Linked DNA regions of Sus scrofa: all the other regions are linked to region 3. The links are chromatin contacts, called in public HiChIP or PLAC-seq and promoter capture Hi-C maps. All regions are on one chromosome and are shown on one strand. Each heading gives the region's core, a stretch centred on a gene start, on an enhancer-like site or on the middle of the called end of the contact. The rest is flanking DNA. Distances are from core to core; before and after follow the strand shown.

Evidence for each region. Promoter capture Hi-C pulls out the DNA fragments that hold promoters and counts their contacts. HiChIP or PLAC-seq counts read pairs in DNA pulled down with a chosen protein or histone mark.
Region 1: a contact with region 3 is called in a promoter capture Hi-C map of liver, with 4 times the contacts expected there. The contact joins the promoter of RGS3 here to the enhancer-like site in region 3. A contact is called at or near these places in 3 of 5 promoter capture datasets (fetal liver, fetal skeletal muscle and liver), 30 of 47 Hi-C or Micro-C datasets (adipose tissue, alveolar macrophages, blood and 15 more) and 2 of 2 datasets of contacts at active chromatin or transcription factors (alveolar macrophages and skeletal muscle).
Region 2: an H3K27ac HiChIP or PLAC-seq map of skeletal muscle shows a contact between it and region 3, with 5 times the contacts expected there. The contact joins two enhancer-like sites. A contact is called at or near these places in 4 of 47 Hi-C or Micro-C datasets (embryonic fibroblasts, epiblast stem cells, heart right ventricle and 1 more) and 1 of 2 datasets of contacts at active chromatin or transcription factors (skeletal muscle).

What each region holds. Positions count from the first base shown.
Region 1 is chr1:254,076,022-254,080,918 of Sscrofa11.1, reverse strand. It overlaps RGS3 (regulator of G-protein signaling 3), which reads right to left and starts at 2,301. Exons shown (of 24, transcript XM_003480580.4): 1 at 2,084-2,301. The coding sequence starts at 2,162.
Region 2 is chr1:254,111,783-254,116,208 of Sscrofa11.1, reverse strand. RGS3 (regulator of G-protein signaling 3) reads right to left here. Exons shown (of 24, transcript XM_003480580.4): 8 at 4,048-4,103. Among named protein-coding and RNA genes, the nearest start is that of MIR378B, 22 kb to the left of the region's middle. Within about 2 kb of position 1,513, at least 19 of the 83 cell types and tissues checked have an H3K27ac peak or open chromatin away from gene starts, as enhancers often do. A contact at or near this core is called in skeletal muscle, where this site is marked.
Region 3 is chr1:254,268,387-254,272,967 of Sscrofa11.1, reverse strand. No RefSeq gene overlaps it. Among named protein-coding and RNA genes, the nearest start is that of MIR378B, 140 kb to the right of the region's middle. Within about 2 kb of position 2,102, at least 38 of the 83 cell types and tissues checked have an H3K27ac peak or open chromatin away from gene starts, as enhancers often do. A contact at or near this core is called in adipose tissue, embryonic fibroblasts, fetal skeletal muscle and 5 more, where this site is marked.

The sequences.
Region 1 (4,897 bases), core at 1,052-3,551, 190 kb after region 3:
ACTCTTTAAGTACAAGCAGACCAGCAAAGATCGCTCAGTGCATGAAGATAATCAGCAGCTTGGAAAGGGACGATGGCCTTTGTCAAGGAAACAGACTTAATGCAAGAAACAGGAGAGAGCTCTTCCAGTGTTGGAGAAATCTGAGAGGAGCTGCATATATGCAGCAGGAGGCTCTCCACCCGACCAGGTCCCTGCCTGCCCGCTGCACACTCAGGTCACAGTCACTGGTGCAAGTGGCAACCTCCCCTAATACCCACCCAACCCCGCCCAGAGGCCATGGCTGGGCAGGGCATCCACTCCCTGCTGGGCTGGACCCCCCCCCCACATACACACACACACACACACACCCCAACTTCCCAGATCTGGCAGGGACATTACCTCAACAAAAGAATATGGACTGATACAAGGAAATAGTCACATCATACCAGTAAGGAAAAGAAATGGGTTACCAAACCGGATACACAATAGGATCCCAATATGGCTAAAATCAGGCACAGACAGACGCATAGAAATAAATCTGGAAGGATATAAATCATGCTAACAATGGCTTTCTCTGGGGAGTCAGATTACAGGTGATTTTCCGCTTTCTCCTTTTCACTAAGTTTTCAACAATGAATACATCTTACAGTGATAATAAGGAGGAAAAAACAAGGAAAAGGATTTTCTACTTTTTGATCAGCACACAGCTAAGGTAACACAGCCTCACAGCTCTCTGACACTCTTTCCTGACCACCCAACCAAATCAGACTATCCTGGCAACCTCCCCTATCTGGTAGAGTCTCAACATCCCTGTAGGGTTAATAGGAATTGCCTCCAAGGGTTGGAAGAATTAAATGAGATGATGCAGGGAAAGCCGTTGGCACAAAGCATGGCACATGATGAACGTGCAACAAAGAGTGGCTAATAATTACTCTGATTGTTATCCTCCCCCAACTGGACCCATGAATTCCAGGATGCCGGACCACAGGCCATTTCCAGGGGCCAAGCCACTGCTTTTCCATCCTTCCCCCGGCCCTAGAGAAGGCAGGTGGTGAAGAGCCAAGCGAGCCCACAGAGGTTAGCCTGAGAGTGGGAGAGCCAGAAGCCCTGGGAGGAAGTAACTCCTTAGGTGCTCTGTCTTTGAAATGTGGGCAAAGTCCACTTATGTTGCAATAACCGCTCCAACCTTCATAAAGAAAATTGTTTACAAGTTTGTGTGTCTGCTGGACATATCATTGCAGAAGGCTTGAGCCCAGGTACCAACTCAGCAACTGGCTCGATGGGAGACCTTCCTCTCTGGATCTCAAGCCTTCACAGAGGAAACATAACTTCCTCCCCCCAGGGAATTACAGAACCAGTGGGGAAACAAGAGCTGTAAGAAGCTGTATTCTAGGACCGGGCAGATTATCTTTACCATGGAGACGTGGAAGGCCAGGTTTGTCCACACCGCCGGGGCAGCTGCTGCCCAGCTGTTATTTGGGGGAACCTGTCCTGCTACCTAGGGGTTTGAAAGCAGGAGCCTACTGCCCACTTCTTTCCGCCTCAAGGCCCCAAGGCAGCCCTGTGACACTGCTGGAAGCCCAGCTACTCCCAGAGGAAAGAATCTCTTATCTCTGCTGTGGGTCAGGCATCCACTGAAGCCATCACACTGCAACCCCAAGGTGAGCCCACAGGAAGCCAAGGCCATCTGGGCTGACCCAGCACCTGTTCTGTCCCTGAGCCAAAGGAAAGAGGACCCAGGAGATCTCAAGAAGGAGCAACGAGGCCTTGATTTAATCCTGAGCTGCTTGTCAGTGGGAAACTCAGTGGTGGCAAACCCAGTCTCTGAAAGATTAAGTGGGGCATGATTATTCCAGCCAAGCCAGGCAGAACCAACTGCACTTGGCACCAGTGGCCAGGCAGCAGGTGGTGCCCCATGGCTTGCTGGGTCTGAGCCTGGCCATGAGCCCTTCCTGGGCGACTACGGGAGGAAGGGGCCAGAGCAGGTGACCCAAAACAGAAGGATGGCTGCTCCTTGCCTCCCCTGTCACCGTGAGGGTTGTCCTCTCTGCGCGCTGCCAGCAGAGTGAAGCAGCCCCTGGCGGCGGCCGCCGCGGGCACTTACCAAAAGTGCTGAGGTAGAAGGACAAGCCCGGGTGGGCGCGCCGGCTCCCGAGGGAGACGCGGTGCAGGGAGCGCTCCATGGCAATGGCCCCGGCTCAGGCTGGGCTGGGGCGCCTGTAACTTGAGGCGTCTGTGTTGCTCCCAGTAACCGAGGCAGCAGGTTCACCCGCCCCCGCCAGTGTCTCCGGCCGGCGGCGCGCGAGGCTGCTGCGAGCATTTGAACCGGCGGCCGCGCCAGGCCCTGATTGGCCCGCGCGGGTTTGAATGGGGAGATTTCCACCTGACCGAGCAGCCGCCGCCGCCACCGCCGCCGCCGCCGCCGCCGCCGCCGAGGGGAGGAGGCGCCTGCGACCCATCTGGAGGGGCAGCCACCGCGGCCAGGACGGCAGTCTTCCCCGAGAAGCCAGCAGGACAGGCGGCCCCACCAGATCTCGTGGCTCTGGGACCGCTCCGGGCTGCGAGTGCCAGTCCCATGCCAGGCCTGAGGCCCCTGGCGCGCCTACTCAATGGGCTTAGCCTGCTCGCCCAGCTCCCCCAAGCCAGCAATTAGCCATGTTTGCAACTTGCTTTGAAGCTCAGACCTGTAATCATGCGACCCAAGTAAGGGCAGAGGAGCACCCTTCTGGCCCAGTACTGTGGGTCTTGGAAAATGGCTCTCCACGCCCGGCTCACGCTCCCCCACCAGGCTGCAGGCCCTTCCCTAACCCTGGCCCCTCCATCTCTTTCTTGAGCCTTCTCTCAGATGAGCAGCCTGGCACAGGTCTAGACCAGAGCAGTTTCCTCCAGCAGCCTCTTGGCCCCGCCATCTGCAGCCGGTCCTGGGAAACAGGAGGACAGGCCCCCAGCATCTGAGGGGACAAAAATGCACAACACAGTATGTGGTGGATAGGCGCTTTCACCCTCTGGAGCTTGGCGCAAGGAGGCAGAACTAAAAGGAGGGTCAGCCCCTGCGCTGCTCTGTCGGCAAACATTCATGGGATGCCTCCTGGGAGCAGTTTCACACCAAGACATCTGCTCAGCAACTCTGAGTGTTGCTGCTGTGGAGGGAAAGCTGCTGGTCTTATGTAAATCCAAAAATGGGAAGTGTCAGAAGCTGCCAAATGGATATTTGTGACTCAGTGATCCGCTCAAGTGAGCCACACAACATTGGGGGACGCAGGAGAGAGTGGGGAGAAAAGTTGTATGTATTGAGGACCAAGTGCCAGGGCCTGAGCTGGGCAGTTCACACACACCTCATTTAATCTCCAAGGTAACCCTAGGAAGTATTAACCCCAATTTACCAGGGATAAATCTGAATCTCACATAAAGAGGATAGGTGACTTGTCCAAGGATGGACGGCAGAGCTGAAATTTGAACCCAGGCCTGTCTGCCCCAAAGGCCATCCTCCTTTTGCTCTTCCTTGGCCTCCACACCCAGCCCATGGCCAACAACAAATGCAGGTGACAGACCTGCCTTCTTGAGGCAGGTAAGAAAACTAGATACCACAGGGCCAGCTGGACAAGCAGGGAGTAGAAACTGGAGAAGGAGCCCAGAAATCGGCAAACCAGTGGTCAAGTACAAATGAGTCACATAAAGGCCAGTGGATTGTTTGAATCCTGGTGCGTTGTGAAGCGCTGCTCTGCTTTCCACCGCCTCCCCACCCCCTCAGCCCAATGGCAGACAGAGTTACCTGCACCCTGAGCATGCCTGATCCTTCTCCTGGCTGGGGACGTCTGAGTCCAAGCATCCTTTCTGTGCAGGGAGGTGCCCTGGCTCTGCCGCTCCATCCAGTCAGGGAAAATAGGCAACCTCTGGCTCAAGCCACAGGAGGCAGACAGGACACTGAGGCTGGAGGTGCTATAGATCTGCAGGAGCAAGACAGGAGCATGAGTCAGGTGTGGCCTGAGAATGCCCTCTGAGAGGGGGTTCACTCCAAGTAGGAATTTAAAAGTACCATATTCTTGGAGTTCCCGTCGTGGCACAGCAGAAACAAAACTGACTAGGAACCATGAGGTGGTAGGTTCGATCCCTGGCCTCACTCAGTGGGTCAAGGATCCAGCATTGCCATGAGCTGTGGTGAAGGTTGCAGATGTGGCCCGGATCCCAAGTTGCTGTGGCTCTGGCATAGGCCAGAAGCTGTAGCTCCGATTGGACCCCCAGCCTGGGAACCTCCATATGCCGCAGGTTCGGCCCTAAAAAGCAAATAAATAAATAAATAAACAGTAGGATATTCAGGAGCCTGAGCAAAGGGGGGTCTACGAAGGGGAAAGTGATGTGCCCAAGGTGACAGTGGCCCCTTTACAGCTCTGCCAGGGACCACTGCAGCTCCTGCACTAAGATGACCACCTTGGACTTGGGAAGCTGTGAGCAGCCTGCAGATGCACATCCAGGAGGGGAGAACCCAGCAGGAGAGCTGGGCGGCTGTATTATGTGTATGTGGCCCAAGGCCCACACTGGGCACTTCACCCCCACTCAGGACAAAGGTTGCACAACCTTGCAGGTTCCCTCCCAACTCCTTCTGCCCTACTCAGCTGCTAATCCATTTAGTTGGGAGACCCCAGGGCCTGACTCTGATACTGATCAGGCTCCCGTGGTGGCACCACCTCTACCACCCTCACCACAACAGTAAGGCCCCTTAGGAGAGTACTGGAAGCTTCCTTCTCTTAAAGGGGCAGGTCGCTCTTTTCTCAGGAGAAGTAGAACAGAGGTGAGTGGGAGCCTGGGCAGTGCTACTGCAGGACAGACTGGCCCTATTAACCCAAACAACTGTCTACAGGGGACATCCAGAAAGGGTCCAGGTTTATGGCCCTGCTTTCTCCTAAAGGGGGTTTGAAGG
Region 2 (4,426 bases), core at 264-2,763, 160 kb after region 3:
CCCAGAGTTCAATGCCAATCCCTAAGTGCTACATTTATTGAATGTGTACATACCAGGCCCTGCACCAGGCACTGCATACCCATTCCTTCCACTCTCGCAGCATCATCCCGTGATCACCCTCTTCCACTGACAGCTAGAGTGAGGCTCAGGGAGGTCAAGCGACGTGCTCCGGAGCCAGAGCTCAAGAAGGGCAGAGCTGGGTATGAGCCCGGGTCTTGCACAAAGCTGGCGCTCTCAACCCTGCCCTGCTTTCTGGCTTGGGATCTGCCTTAAACTTGAGCCCCAGAGCCCCAGGCCCAGACCGCACTCATGCCTGACACCACTCTGCCTGCCAGTGCGTCCCATCCTCAGGCCAGTAGTGACCAAGGACTTCTGACCTCCCACTCTGCCTCACCACCCTGCCACCCAGTTTCCAGGGTCACAGGGGCAGCTCTGCAGGCCCCCGGGGCGGGGGCGGGGGGCCCTGAGAGCTGGGGGCTGGAGAGAGAACACGCGCGTCCCCTGCGCAGTGCAGGAGGCCCCTCTGAGCATCTCCCTGAGACTTACGTTGTCTGTTTGAGGGAGTTCAGGACCCAGATTCTAGTCTGGACATTAAAACACACAGAGGGACCTCGCTATACTTTTAAAATCAGGACTTTTCCTTGGACATTCCTGAAATCTGGATGGCCATTGCCTTCACCCAGCCTGACACCATGCTTTTTAATAAGAAAAAAATGTCTTGGGGGCTAACACGTCATCACTCCCACTCTGCCCCCAATCCTGAGACCCAAGGCTGAGAGGTCAAACCCTCTCTGTGAAGTCAGGCTCTGGAACCAGAGGACCCCGAGGTGCCTCAGAGCATCACGGCTACAGGGAAGGAAAATCTAGCACACAAGCACACACCAACACACACCGAAACACAGTCACACCTACACGATGCAGGACAGGCACTGCCATCCCATCGGAAATAGGGAAAGTTAGCAAAAATACAAAGTTAGCAAGAAAGACAAACCCAGCTGCTCAGCAAGCTAGTGGCTTCCAGTCTCAGGCCGGGATGCTCCCTTTAACTACCCTTCTCCCAAATCAAAATGACTAGAAAAATCAAGTAGATAATCTCACCACGGACACTACCCGGTCCGTGGTTAGGATGGGGCAGAGCTGGCATCGTCTGCCCCTAGAGAGGGTCTGCGGGTCCAGCTCCTGCCTCTGTCCTCCCCTCAGATCACATTGAACCTGCAAGGGGCACGAGGAGGCAAGGAAGCCCTTGTGGGGAGAGACATCCTGCTCAGTGAGCCCCCACTTCCAACCCCCAGCGACACCCCCGTGCCCCCACCCTCAAGGGCCAAGCACCCACCTGGCGGTAGCGGCGCTCCGAACACACCTTGCAGAGCCCATTGAAGCGGTTCATGGCTGCGGGTCCTGCCTCGGCTGCCGCCCCATGAAAAGCCGGCTCTCCCCCCAGCAGTGGGAGCCCGCACTGCGCCCCGTCAGCCTGGCATGACCGCCCTGGGAAGCCCGCCCCACAGAAGAATGGCAGGAAATCACCTCTCACCTCCCCAAGCCCTGTCTGTGCTGTGTGCCTCTGCACGATAAGCCCGAAGGCTTCCTGAAACCTCCGAATGACAAGGAAGAGGGAGAGTTTTATATTAAAATTCCTGTCAACTAGTTAGTATTCCCCGGGCCCCGGCGGGGAGAGGGCGCCTTTGTTCTGGCTGCATTCTCCGCCATGGGCCACTTTGTGATTCCAGAGTTCTCACAAACACCCCTGGCTGGAGGGGAACCCAGGCAGAAAACGCAGCCGGCTCTGTAACAACGCGCCTCCCCCTGCAAAGCCCAGGGTCCCCAGCAGCAAATCCAGGAAACCAACCTAGCCTAAGAGTCCAAGGACACCTTTGGGGGTACACCCACAGACTTCCCACGTCAAGACAGGGAACACAAAACCTCTGGCGTCTGCCTGCTGCTCAGAAGCTACTTAAAAGTCAGACTCCTCGCCCATGGACGTGGGCTGCTTTAAGGATCGGATGACAAGCAGACTGTAAAGTCAAGCGGGGAAAGGATTTCCAATCACCAGATGATCCGACCTCCTCATGTTACTGGTGAAGAAGCGGGGCCTTGAGCAGTCAGGGTCAGCCAGCAGGGACCAGGGCCCGCCTTGCAGAACTGTGCCTAGTGAGCCCCTTACGCCCCCCGCAGGGCCCCTGGGAAAACCACCCAGCCACCCACATCCTCCACGCCAGAGACGTCCCTTGGTCCAGCCCGGCTCTGGCTGCTGTGACGGGGGACAGGTCACCCAGGTTTCTGAGCCTCTGGCTCCCCATGCACATGATGAGGGGGCTGAACACGTCTCCTCTCAGGGGTCCTCCCCCTGCCCTAACCAAGTCTCTGACAATCACCCCAACTTTGCTGAGTCCTATGGACATGGCTGCCTGTACAAGCCTGGGAAAGTCAAATGCGCCTTAGAACAACATCCCTAGAGGTCAGGGCCTGTGTGCGGGGTCCAACAGGACTCTCTCAGGCCACCTAGAAACCTGCAGTGCTGATGTCCCTGTAATTCCTACAAATCCCCAGGGAGGCTCCCTGGTCACTGTCCCTCTGTGCTCGGCGTGTACAGAGAGAGGGAGAGAGGCCTTTGTAGCCCGTCCCTCACCCCAACCCCCCAAAACCAGAGGAAGCTTTTAAGCTTGTAATGAAGCCACAGAAAGCAGACCCCTGGCAAGTTACTCTAATACTGTAATATCCAATATGGTAGCAACTAGACACATGTGCAATTGAAATTTAATTAAAATTAATTAAAATGTAAAATTCAGGTCCTCGGTCATACTAGCCACATTTCAAGTGCTCAGTAGCCACGTGGTTGCCATAGTGGACAGCAGAGCCCTAGCCTGTTGGCTCTGGTGGGGGGCAGGGACCTCTGGCTTGTTGACAGCTATACCCCAGCACTGAGCACAAGGCCTGGTCCATGTGGATCTTCCATAGGACCGAATGGGAGTTCCCATTGTGGCTCAGTGGAAACAAATCTGACTAGTATCCATGAGGGTGCAGGTTCGATCCCTGGCCTCGCTCAGTGGGGTAAGGATCCAGGGTGCCATGAGCGGTGGTGTAGGTCACAGACCCGGCTCGGATCTGGCATTGCTGTGGCTGTGGTGCAGGCCGGCAGCTCTAGCTCCAATTCAACCCCTAGCCTGGGAACCTCCATGTGCCGTGAGTGCAGCCCTACAAAAAAGACACACACACACACACACACACACACACACACAAGGACTGAATGACTGAATGAATGACTTGAGTAAACGAAAAGGAAAATGTCTTGTAGATTATAACACACCTCAGTGTCACATATTGTCATGGAAAATATTACCATCTTATCTTCCTGGCTAGGACACTGGTAAGAGGTAGCCATACCTCACATCAGATCCTACCTCTGCCACTTGCTGGCTGCGTGGACATGGAAAGTGACCTAACGTCTCTGAACCTCACATGTCCCGCTCATCCTCGGGGATGCTGTTAGGCAACCACAGAGGGGCTACTCAATCACTGGGAGTTTGTTCCTCCCTCTCGGGCATTAGAGAAGACCATAGATCACCTGACACATCCTACAAGGAGAGGAAGTGAATTTGGACGAATTCCCCAAAATCCCGACAGGAAGGTTCCTCTCTAAATTCAAAGCCCTAATGAAGTGACAACCCATCAGCCTTGGGCTCAGACACACAGCTGCTCCCTGACATCAAGGGAGCCTAACAGGGAGGGAATTCAGCCACAGTGCCAGGGAACGCAAGGGCTCTGAGGGGGCCTGCAGGAAACAGAGGACTCAGCTTCAAGAGACCAAAAGTCGGTACCACCCAGACTCCCCCATTTCCAGGGACCAGGGCCTGGTGCTCTCCCCACCCCTGCCCCAAGCCTGAGTACCCCAAGAAAAGCACAAGAAATGACCCTTAAAATTGCACAACTTGCTGAGTTTCCAAGTGCCAAGTGGGCTGGCACAGAATGCCAGTCTGTTTAGGTGTCTCCTGGGCCAGGGGACTGATCCGAAGCAGATTAGAGCCCAGAGCGGTTACTGTCCCCACCTACCTCGAATTTCTCCCCTTCCGCAGGGTCCTCACATCCTGGCATTGCCAACAACGGGTCTGGAAGGCGATGGAGCAGAGTCAGAAAGTTTCTTCTGATATGTAAGTGCCCATCCTGCAGACCACCCGGAGGACAAGGCCAAGGTGCCAGGGCCATGTGGCTGCCTGAGCCACTCCTGGCCTCTGGGATGTGGGAATGTCCAGGCTCAGGCCCGGCAGGGGCTCGGGAATCAGGTCTGCATGTGGGGACAGCACAGAAAGAGACAATCCTCAGGGCCCACATGGTTCATCTGTAGAGGTGGGCACCCCAGGTCGGCAAGGCAGCCATTGACCTCAGGGCGGGGCCCCCAAAGCTCAGCCCACCATGAGCTAGAGGTCAGGGG
Region 3 (4,581 bases), core at 853-3,352:
CCCTACCCGTGAAGTCTCCACTGACCCCTGCCCTGCTCCTTGCCAAGCCCCTGGCTGTCTTTGCTGCCCCGAGAGTTGGGCTCAGTCTCTCTCCCCTATTGCAATAGACTTGAATAAAGTCTTTACCGTTTCAGCAAGTGTCAGAATAGCTTTTAACAAAGCAAGAGCGAGGAGTGGAGTGAGGGAGGGGGAAATTGGAGGAATGGAAGCCAGAGAGGTGGGGGGGAGGGGGACAGGCCAGGTGACTCCAAAACTCACCTTGGCTTCAGCCTCTGTGAGCCCTTCATCTCTGTCCCCTGGCTGTCCCTGCCTCTCTCACCCGGACCCCTGCAACAGCCCCCACCTCCAGGTCTCACTGCCCCCAGGCCACCCTCCACTTTGCAGCCAGAGGCTCTTCCAAATCCCAGCCCTGACCATGTCCTTCCCCTCCAGGGCCCCCAGCCCACAAGCAGTCCAGCTCGTTGGCCTGGAGGGCAAGCCCTGAAGCTTAGAGCCATGGGCATCTGCATGCTTCCTCCCTTCAAGCCTCAGCTCACCTCACTCCCTCTTAGAAATGTACATCTGAGTCCTGCTCCGTTTTCTAGGCCCAGCCCACCCCTCTTCTCCTCCAAGAAGCCTTCCTGTCTGCACTTGGGCTCACCTCACAACCTAGCAGGGTTGGTTCCACCCCCATGACCAGCCTATCAAGCTCCTGCTCCTCTGTGGCACCCTCCCCTCCCCACTCTCTCCAAGTCATAGGACAGAGGACTACTCAGCCATCTTGCATGGTCTGGAGACAGAGGACTGGCCAGCATGGGCCCTTCTGATCCTTCCTGGCTGGGGTGGCAGGAGAGGGTGGCACTGGGTTTGCTGCCACCATCATTGAAGCCCTGGATATCAAAACTCCTACAGTTGGTGTATCACAGTGTTAAGAAGAAGGGCTCGGAGTTCCCATTGTGGCGCAGTGGTTAACGAATCTGACTAGGAACCATGAGGTTGCGGGTTCGATCCCTGGCCTTGCTCAGCGGGTTAACGATCCGGCTTTGCCGTGAGCTGTGGTGTAGGTTGCAGACGCGGCTAGGATCCCGCGTTGCTGTGGCTCTGGTGTAGGCCGGTGGCTACAGCTCCAATTCAACCCCTAGCCTGGGAACCTCCATATGCCGCGGGAGCGGCCCAAGAAATAGCAACAACAACAACAACAACAAAAGACAAAAGACAAAAAAAAAAAAAAAAAAAAAAAGAAGGGCTCTGTAGCCAAGGCATCTGGGTTCAAGTCCTGGTTCCACCATTTAGCTTCTGTGTGACATCAGCCAAGTGGTCTAGTCTCTCTGTGCTATGAAATGAGATAACAACAGGGTTGCTGTGAGGATAAAACACATTAACACACACACGTACAGAGCACTGAATTTGGCATGTGACATGGAATTAGGGCTTATGCAGCTATTAGCTGTGATCCTCATAAAAGGGTTCGAATCCAGCGGCATCTCTGTGACCTTGGACAAGTCACTTAACATCTGAGCCACCAATGTGCTGGCCACATACAAAGACACATCTGTAAGCACACACACGTACACACATACATGCATTGTGTACAGACATATGGAAGCACAAGCACGGATACACATGTACATACGCACACAATTTTGTGTGTTTATTTGTTTACTGTCTTCCTTTCCCAGCACAGACCTAAATGTAAGCTCCTAGGCAGAAAGCACCTCTGACACATCGGCTCCTAGCAGAATGCCTGACAAACGACAGGTACTCAATAAATATTTTCCAAATAAATGAACAGATGCAGGCTTTCTTCATTCCTAAAATGGGCGACAATAACCCCCATCTCACAAGGCTGCAGTTAGGAATGAACAAGACAAGGCAAGGCAAGCTCGCCCCCCCTCCCCCTCCTCCCCAACCCCGGGCCTTGCCAATTTCCTTCATAGAGCAAGGATCTGGGATTGTTATCTTAGAGGCAGACACCAGGGGGCAGCACAGGATCAACTCACTTTGGCTGTGCTGAACCCTTGCCAAAGGGAGCTGGAAGAGAGGGACCCTCCTGCAGCTCCTGGGAGGGATGGGCTGGGCACCTTGAAACGTCACCTTCCATCCCTTCGTGCCCAGACTGCCAGGAGGACTCTCACAGGTCAGATCCACATACATCACTCATTCCTCCACCAAACCTTGATGGAGTCACAGAGCTCAGAGCCTAGTGGGGAGACGGTCTCTGAACGAGCAATTAAAGTAATTACTTTAATTAAAGTAATTAAAGCCAACAAGCGAGTGCTCTAAGGCAGTGAGCGGGATGTATGGGGCACAATGACCCTGTGTTTCAGGCTCAGATGTGATGGCTGAGCAAGAGTTAACTGGGAGGCGAGGGAAGGAGAGGGTAAATGCTCTCAGGCAAAAGAATGACCTGCACAAAGGCCCTCAGGTAGGAAGAGGCTCGTCTACTTAATCTTTGGCCCGAAGAAAGGAAGAGACTCCCTGAGATCACACAGGAGAAGCAGAGCCAGGGCTGGAGCTCAGACTTCCTGGCTCCCCATCTGGGGCTCCTCCCCCAAACCCTGGTTTCCCTTCCAATAAGCATCATCTCTGATGTAGCAGCGGCAGCAGCTGTGCTGGAGGCAGAGGAATTTTGGCCCTGATCCTGCCTGACCCAACTTCCCCAGTATATGAGCTGATAAGAGATTTTAATTCTGATGTCTAGACTAAGACAATGACCAAATGTCTTGCAGCAAATGGGGCTCCTAAGAGCCTATATTTGGGGCTTGGGAGCTCTCTCTGTGATCATATTTCAGTGGCCCTGGACTGGGGCAGAGGGACTGCTGGGAGCTGCAGAGCTGAGCCTGGAGGCTTCTAATGGACTGAGGGCATTGGCTAGGAATCAGAGATGCCTGGAAAGTTCCAGTTAAGGCTGACCTTCTAAGATGAACATTCCAGGGAGCCTGAGCCGCGGACAGGGTAACCCTGCTTTATCAGTCGGAATAAATAAAGCGGTACTGGGGAAAAAAAAAAAAAAAAACTTCTACATCCAAGAGGTTTAAAACCACAAAGATGTATTTCTCCCTCACACAGGGTCCATGGTGGGTGCAAGCAGGACCTCAAGCTGGGTCAGGGAAGCCCCTGCATTGGAAGCCACTGCCATTAAGTGCTGCCACCTGGTGGTCACAGCAATCATCCCAGGGATCTGAGTCGCACTGATGTCCCGCTGCCCACCATGGGGATGGGGAGTCAGAGATGCCAAGGAAGCCACCATGGGCCCGGCCCTCACTTAACTGAGCTTCCCCCAAAGGGCCATGGACAGCCTCAGTGGACAATGGTGTCATTGACTGAGCTCTTATTCTTGTCATTTACTGAGTTCTCCCTGGTGCTATGATGACATCTAATCCCCATGACGACGCTGCAGGTGGGTACCGATATCCTCCCCCATTTTACAGAAGAGGAAACGGAGGCACAGGAAGGTTTAAGCACTTTGGCCAAAGCCACACAGTAAGTAAATGCCGGAGTGAGATTCACACCAGGCACCTGACCTTCGGAAAGAGGGATGCAACTTCCCTAAGAAAGGAGACTTGGAGAGGTGGATGGGTGTCGAGGAAATTTTTCTGTTATGCAAGTCCTGCCTTTATATCTCTTAGAGAGTTCAGTAAAAATGTATGGCTTTTTGGTGCTTTTCTTTTTTTTACGATTATTTGCATTTTTTTTTTTTTTTAATTTTGAAAAATGGGAGTTCCCGTCGTGGCTCAGTGGTTAACGAATCCGACTAGGAACCATGAGGTTGCGGGATCGATCCCTGGCCTTGCTCAGTGGGTTAAGGATCCGGCATTGCCGTGAGCTGTGGTGTAGGTTGCAGACACGGATCCGGTGTTGCTGTGGCTCTGGTGTAGGCTGGTGGCTACAGCTCTGATTCGACCCCTAGGCTGGGAACCTCTATATGCTGCAGGAGCAGCCCAAGAAATGGCAAAAAGACAAAAAAAAAAAAAAAAAAAGTCTAACCCACTGAATAGTTGAAGGACTACGCCTCATGGAGCTCCACCAACTATTAACACCTTGCTGCACCCATGCCACCTCTCCTCCTCCTCTTCCTTTTCTTCTGTTTCTCTGTCTCTTTTTCTCTCCCACGACACAGCCCCCCCACCCCTCACATTTGCCAAACCCTCCAAAAGTGAGGCGGGGCTCCGTGATGACTTCACCCACAAGCCCCTCCGTGTGCCTCTCCCAGGACAAGGACATTCTTCTACACAAGCCCACACCGAAGATAATCAACACAAATTAGGCAAATCACCCAACACCACGTGAAGATAATCAACACAAATTAGGCAAATCACCCAACACCACGTCCACACTCACATCCCCCCTCCACCCCCACTGCCTCCCAAACGTGCTTTGTGGCTGTTTGTTTTTCTGGATCCAGGATGCAGTGAAGCATCACGTATGGCATTTGGCTGTCATGTCTCTCCACTCCGTTCCTCATGACACCAGGCCCTTTGAGGAATCCAGGCCAGATGTTCTGCAGAATGTCCCCTGGCATTCCCACATTGGCTTTCGGCCAAAGAGTCCCATCGAGAATACGCCGTCAGCCCGTCTCCTCATGGCCGAGACCCTGCCTGA